Regions from separate parts of the Mus musculus genome. Here region 1 is linked to region 2. A link is a contact called in public Hi-C data. All regions are on one chromosome and are shown on one strand. The core of a region is the stretch at or near the end of the contact, and the rest is flanking DNA. Distances in the headings are between cores, read along the strand shown. Region 1 has its middle 110 kb from the start of Gm36917. Region 2 overlaps Papss1 (3'-phosphoadenosine 5'-phosphosulfate synthase 1).

Region 1 (3,269 bases), core at 634-3,133, 55 kb after region 2:
CTGCCTAATGAAAAGGCAAGCATTCATAAAGCAAGTTGTGTGGGTTGCTTTTGGTCCTATTCTCTGGCCAGTGGTTCTAGAAGCATCCCCTCTTACACACAGTGGCAAATTAATGAGCTTAGCTAATTTGACTTAGTTAAGGCTTTTAGGTTTGATCTAATGACCCTAATTGGTTTTTCAGAAGAGATTATTATCTGCTAAACTTAAGTATTCTGAAGACAAATAAGACATGGTCTCAAGGGTGGAGCGATACACTTCCCAACACGCATCACAATTAAGAGTTTCCTCTAGTTGTGTGATTCCTGTAAGTTGCTTTCTTCATTCAATTATGGGGAAATGATGTGCTCATAGAGGTGGTAAGAACCCATGGTGCAGTGCTCTTTACAAAGCAGTGTTCAGGAGCTGACTTTCTAGTTTTCTGGCTAGAACATGAGGTGAGAGAATGGTGTTAATCTTTCTGTAAGCAGGTAGAGGGAGGTCAGATTCAGGTGGTATGTTCTGAGTGTTCAATACGGTTTTAAGTAGACATTTTCTTGCGATTTGAATGATTTTGGCTTCCATAAGCTCGCAGTTTGAAATAAGTTGGTGGAACTGTTTGGGAAGGATTAGGAGGTGTGGTCTTGTTGGAGGAAATGCATTACTTGGAGCCAACTTGGAGGTTTAAAAAGTCTGTCATGCCCAGTCTTCCTCCCTCCCTCCCTCCCTCCTTCCCTCCGTCCCTCCATCCCTCCCTCCCTCCTCCCTCTTTTCCTCCCCCTCTCCCTCATTTCCTCTAGACATTAGGCTTGTGGATCAAGATATAAACTCTCAGTCACTGCCCAAAGAACTACACCTTTTTGCTTGCTGCCGTGTTCACCCCTATGATGCTCACAGACTTACCTTCCAAATCTCTAAGTACCAAATATATTCTTTCTTCTATAAATGACCTTGGCCATCAAGTCTTTTCACAGTGATTAAAAAAAGTAACTAAGACAAATACTTTTCAGATGTTGGAATTAGGTTAATCATTGGACTCAAGAGATGTCTTTATGACTTGCTGGAGATTTTGACAGGAAGTTTTAAAGAATTTCTTCCCCAGGAAGAATAGCTAGCCATTTTGGTTTTTTGGTTGATAAAACAATATCCTTGTTGCTGTTAGGAATACATCTTTTGTTCTCTTGGACAGTATATCTCTTATCCTGATACCTAGGCATCCCCAAGATAGGTGCATAACAATATTGGATGTCTGCACCCAAATGGTCCCTAGGAACCTCAAATCTGTGTTTCAATTTCATATCCATATTCTACCTTGTTCTTTTTTTTTAACCTTATATTTTTGGTGGAGCAACATTTAATCCTTTATCCTGGCCAGAAACAAGGATGAAATTGCTTAACTATTCAAATCTCTTTAATAATGTCAGCCAGTTATTTAGCATTTTTTGTATATCCTTATATATAGTATTTAAAAGATCTTTTAATATCTTAATTATTTTACTGTAATGAAGATCCCCTTTCTTAGCACTTGGACTTGAGGAGGCGGGTAATCAGCTGTGGGCAGAATTGAAGGTAGCATTCACTCTGAGGATTATGAAAGGGCATGCTCCTCTTGTACTTAGTTCAGTTTCAGTTCTGCTTTTCATCATGCCAGTCTTATAGCTGAGGAAATTGAGGAATTTCCATGCTTATGAAACGTTATATGACAGAGTTGAGATCAAGAATGTCTCCATCTGACCCCAAGGCTTAGTACTCCTTGCCAATCTCCTTATCTCCTATTTTACTCTTAATTCCTTATTTCCATTTCTACCACTTAAGTCTTCGCTCTTTCTTTGACTATTGTGATTTTTAAAAACCTGGTTTTGCAATAATGTAACTTCTATCAGGATGGTGACTCACAGTCTGTTGGATTGTTCCTGTGGAACTTGAATGCTGGAGACTGGGCTGAGTTTCATTCTCTTTTAGCCTTTCTGCATGATTTGACTGAGTCTGGATTACTTTATTCCAGAAATTTAAGGATGAAAAAGAGATGTGTTTTCTGGATTCAGCAAATAAATGGGAAGACATCAAATTTATATTAATTACCATTCCCCTTTAATGTGTCCGTTCTGCCAGCTGCCATTCCAGGCTGAGTCTCTTAGCATACATGTGTTTTTCTTAGCAGTAATAGACTTAGTCTTTGTAGCCTATGACTTCCACTGTACAGGTTCTCCATATTTCCTGACCAGGAAGATGAAGAGGCATGGGTTTCAGCAGTGGGGCATCACTCCAATGGCTTGGCCATACTACCCTTTACAGGAGACCATTTGCTGACTACTGGGGACCAGTTCTCATCCATAGCTATTCAGCTTAAGCTTAGCTTAGCAGCTGCAGGCTAGTTTTGTACTGGGCTTTCTGTTCTGAGGCTGGGCATCAGAAGAAAGTCTTCAGCTCATTGCCTTGTTTATCCTGGAACCACACAGGGAAATTAATGAGGATTAGTAATTTTCTCTTAATCTGATTAAACTGATTTAGGCAGTTAGCTTTGGTGATGGATGATATAAAACATTTCTCTGGCTATGTCTCACTGACCAGTATAAATGCTGTCTAATCCACTGTATATTTCAACTGCAAACAGTCACTCTTAGTTTTCAACAGGTCATTGTGACTTTGCTGTATTCATTCAGGAGGAGAAAAGTATTCATAAAAACGTATCAAACTTAGTTCAGCACTTGTCCCTTACTTACATTTCAATCTATATAAACTGTGCATATAACTTTAAGAAATATAGAGTTGCCTGTTTAGAAGTCTGACTGTGGTGGCCACAGTTAACACTCTGTGTTAGGAACTTTCTGGGTGCTTTGTGTATGTTAGCTCACACAAATTTCAACACTCTTTTGTGAGATGGGTATTGTTATTATTCCCACTTTACAGATTAGGGAAGCAAGGCAAGGGATGGTAAATATCTCACACACATCATTCAAATGACAAAAGCCAGAATGAGGATTTGGTCATGAGTCTGACTTTAGCTTCTCTGATGGGTCTTTTAAAGCCCTCTGTTAAATCCCACCTTTGTGGGATAAAGTGAATGTTCCAGTATGTGTTCCCTTCTACCTTCTGTGATGTGTTAGATTTATCAGTGTCCTTTGCTTTTTGCACATGTCATGAAGACTTGGGCTAGATGCCTGAACCTTGGAACAGGCGAATCTATCTTTCTAGACCTCCTCACCATTTCCCTTGGTTGTCTAGCTGGTGACCTCTTTTCCTTGCTCTCTCTCTCTCTCTCTCTCTCTCTCTCTCTCGATATCTACTTTTCC
Region 2 (3,309 bases), core at 184-2,683:
CTGTCATCTCCCAAAAGCCCCACTCCCCACTTCTGTCTCACTGGGAATCAGGCCTTCAGTGTGAACTTGGGGGACACAAACCTTCAGTCTGTAGAACCACTCTTCACAATATGTAATATCCTTTATTTGTAACTTCATTATAACTGCTAATTACATCTTAGATATTTTATTCGATGCCTGTGGTAATATTCTAATCGGAGCAGGCACTAGATGACTTAAGAGGTGGTAATGAAAGAGACCTGGAGCTCTCTCTGGACCTAACCAGCTTTCTAAGTTGGTTCCATGTTTGACGGAAGCAGGTAAATTATAGGTGAGCAGCACGTGCTGTAACTGTAGATGCTCCGTGTTTATGGCCTAAAAGGCTTTCATGTGTTTTAAAAGACAAGGATGTCTATTTTCCCTTTGGTACCTCATCGAAGGGACAGTGTTGGTTGTTACCGTGTGTGTTGCGCCGTATCCCAGAGGCATTCAGACTTTCAGATTATAGCTTTCTAAAATGTTACCTCTGCACTAGGCAGATTCCACCTTGTGTTTCTTAAGAATAGATAGTAAATGAATCCAGGGCTGGAGAGATGGCTCAGTGGTTCTGAGCACTGGCTGCTCTTCCAGAGGGCCTGAGTTTGTTCCCATCAGCCATAGCAACCACCTGCAGCTCTGATTCTCGGGCTGCAGTGTTATCTTCAGGCCTTGGCAGGCACAGTGTGTATGTGGTGCATGCAGATGTACTCAGGTGCTCACACTGTACATTAAATACATAAATCTTAGAAGAAATGCTAATTCTAATTTAGCATTCCCAGGGGCGAGGGAAGAGGTGAGCAAGACAGGAAGATAGGGTGTGACCAGGAAAGGGCACCAGAGGTTCCCAGCAGGCTTGGGACCTGCCCTGTGACTGTGCAGTGGCAATTCTCTGAACCTAAGAGAAAAGAAGAGAGAAGGGCAGCCAGGTAGGCCTGAGAGTCATGGCTGCTCCTTTCCGTCCATTTCCTCTCTGTGACAAATAGTGCGCCCGCCATGCTGCGCAGGATGTCCCTGCTGGGAAGGATGTTGTAAAACATTAATTGATCTCAATAATTTCAGTTTCTGTTTGTCCGTTTTTCCTAGCTCTAAAGCTGAAGAATTGTGCGGTGGTTTAGCTCAGTGACACATTAGACCTAAGCGATGCTTTTTCTCACTGGTCTAGTCACCCAACATGAACTGAAGGGACAAATTCCCCTTGTGGTTTCCTGTTAGCTTTGTAAAATAGTGAAGTAACTGGCCTTTTTCTCTTTCAGCCACGAAGACTTCGAGTTTATTTCAGGAACGAGGATGCGCAAGCTGGCACGCGAAGGCCAGAAACCTCCAGAGGGCTTCATGGCCCCCAAGGCCTGGACTGTGCTGGTAGAGTACTACAAGTCCTTAGAGAAAGCCTAACTGCTGAGCTGGGCACTCTGCCTGGGACGCATGGCTGAGTAACAGAGGGGACCACGCAGCCACCGACAGCCCTTCTCTGCGGTTGTCTGACTGGACACACTTCCTGAAATCAGGCCGTTTCCCTCCGCGTGCATTGGTTTTGGTCTGTCTTTCAGTTCTGTTTCAAACTAGTGTAACACCACGCTGGCTCTAATGTATCTTTTCCACTTATTGTTAATATTCTTATAATACGATTTTAAAAATCTCGCCTTTTTATATTGTATTTATGCTTCTGTCTTACAATTTTTCCAAGCTGATTTATTAGTTATAACCAGTAATACACACATCATCTAGCTTTTCATTCTTTAAGTAAGGGGGAAAAAATCACTAAACAATAAAGTTGGCTAGACCTTGTTTGGGGAATTTTACAAATTTTATAAACTATCTGTAGCAATTAGGGTTTTTATTTTACATTAAAAATGTAAACTGCTCCCCCTCTCCCTTGCAGCCCTACGTGTTGAGGTTCTCTTGCAATCTGTGTTAAGTACTGAATGAATGCCTTGATTCAATAAAATTAATTTTTTGACTTATTTATGGTTTGTGTGCATATGCCCCCTTGGTTGTGAAAAAATTTCAATGCGAAGAATTCCTGGCAGAGGTGGATTATGAAAGCATCTTTAACTTCTGGGTCTGGTACCCAGCTCCCAGTACCTTGATGTTTGCTGAAGTTCTGTGTAGCAAGAACCTGTGCTCCATAATTACAAGTGAGAAAATTAAGAAGGGATCCCCAGTCCATCTGAAATCTCAGTTCTGCAACATACCTCTCCAATATTCTCAAACACCAAGATCGGGATGGTAAGGGAGAGTCACTGCTTTGAAAGCTGTCGCCTCCGTGGAAGTCGAGAAGGCTGCTCCTGCTTTCCCTGTTCCATCCCCATGGACGGATGTGTGCTCCTGTGCTTTGTTTGTTTTGATCATTCAGGCTGTGGTTGGGAGGCAGACTAGGACAGGGAAACTGCTGGGAGCATGAAAGGAGGAGCCCTTCACCCCGGAATCTGACTGAAGCCTCTTGCCGGCAAGAGAAGCAAGAATCCCAGCACGGGGAGAACTACTGAACCCCTGCCCCTTTCGCCTCAAACCTAGAGTTTTCTAGGAATTCCACCAGGAAACTGGTTTATTGGTAAAGGACTTGTACCAGAACCCTTGCACAAACCTACTGGCTTCTGGTTTTATCTCATTAGATTATAACACTGTCAAAGACACCTTCAGAGCCACCCTTTAATCTCACTAATCAAAGAAAAAAACTGAGGGGGGTTCAGTAGCCTTTTGAGGTGTATTTTGAGAGCCACCAAAATGGCCCCTCTGGTTTGTGCTAAGCTAATTAACAGTGGCTGTCCCTTGCGCAGCCAATACTTACACTTTGGTATATCCTGAACTCCCTTAGAGAAGTTCACACCGATGCATCCATCTCTGCCACTGTGTGTCTATGGCAGTGAGAGGGTTCAAAGGAAAACAGCATAAAAATAATGTTCAAACCCAGGCATGGTGCCATGTGCCTGTATGTGTGTCCCAGACATTTAGGAGACCGAGGCAGGTTTACAAGAGTAACAAATGAACCCAAAAAATCAAAGCAACGCCTTGTCTCAAAGAATGTCACACACAGGCTCTGAAGTATTCAGAGTACAGAGAAGTGTCTGTGTTAGCTGCTGAGTTAGTGGGTAAAGCTGGCCTCACAGTCCCTCTCCCATGTAATGAGGGATCTGAAAAGACTTCTACCACAGGAAGGTTGCTGGAGCTGCCAAACTTCAAAATAATGCTGCCAAACCCCTTTTAAAAGTTAATATTTAGGAAAAAAAAAGAGGTTTTAAAAATGTCATCCATAAACCAGCATTGGCCCTTGGGTGTTGTCCACACTTATGA

The links. Hi-C and Micro-C count contacts between places; a contact is called where the count stands out from the background.
Region 1: a Hi-C map of bone marrow-derived macrophages shows a contact between it and region 2, with 2.7 times the contacts expected there. The contact joins two enhancer-like sites. A contact is called at or near these places in 8 of 484 Hi-C or Micro-C datasets (the N1E-115 cell line, bone marrow-derived macrophages, conventional dendritic cells and 4 more) and 4 of 115 datasets of contacts at active chromatin or transcription factors (bone marrow-derived dendritic cells, embryonic stem cells, fibro-adipogenic progenitors and 1 more).

What each region holds. Positions count from the first base shown.
Region 1 is chr3:131,696,673-131,699,941 of GRCm38.p6, forward strand. No RefSeq gene overlaps it. Among named protein-coding and RNA genes, the nearest start is that of Gm36917, 110 kb to the left of the region's middle. Within about 2 kb of position 1,884, at least 29 of the 459 cell types and tissues checked have an H3K27ac peak or open chromatin away from gene starts, as enhancers often do. A contact at or near this core is called in bone marrow-derived dendritic cells and bone marrow-derived macrophages, where this site is marked.
Region 2 is chr3:131,641,693-131,645,001 of GRCm38.p6, forward strand. It overlaps Papss1 (3'-phosphoadenosine 5'-phosphosulfate synthase 1), which reads left to right. Exons shown (of 12, transcript NM_011863.2): 12 at 1,272-1,979. The coding sequence ends at 1,410. Among named protein-coding and RNA genes, the nearest start is that of Gm36917, 56 kb to the left of the region's middle. Within about 2 kb of position 1,434, at least 58 of the 459 cell types and tissues checked have an H3K27ac peak or open chromatin away from gene starts, as enhancers often do. A contact at or near this core is called in bone marrow-derived dendritic cells and bone marrow-derived macrophages, where this site is marked.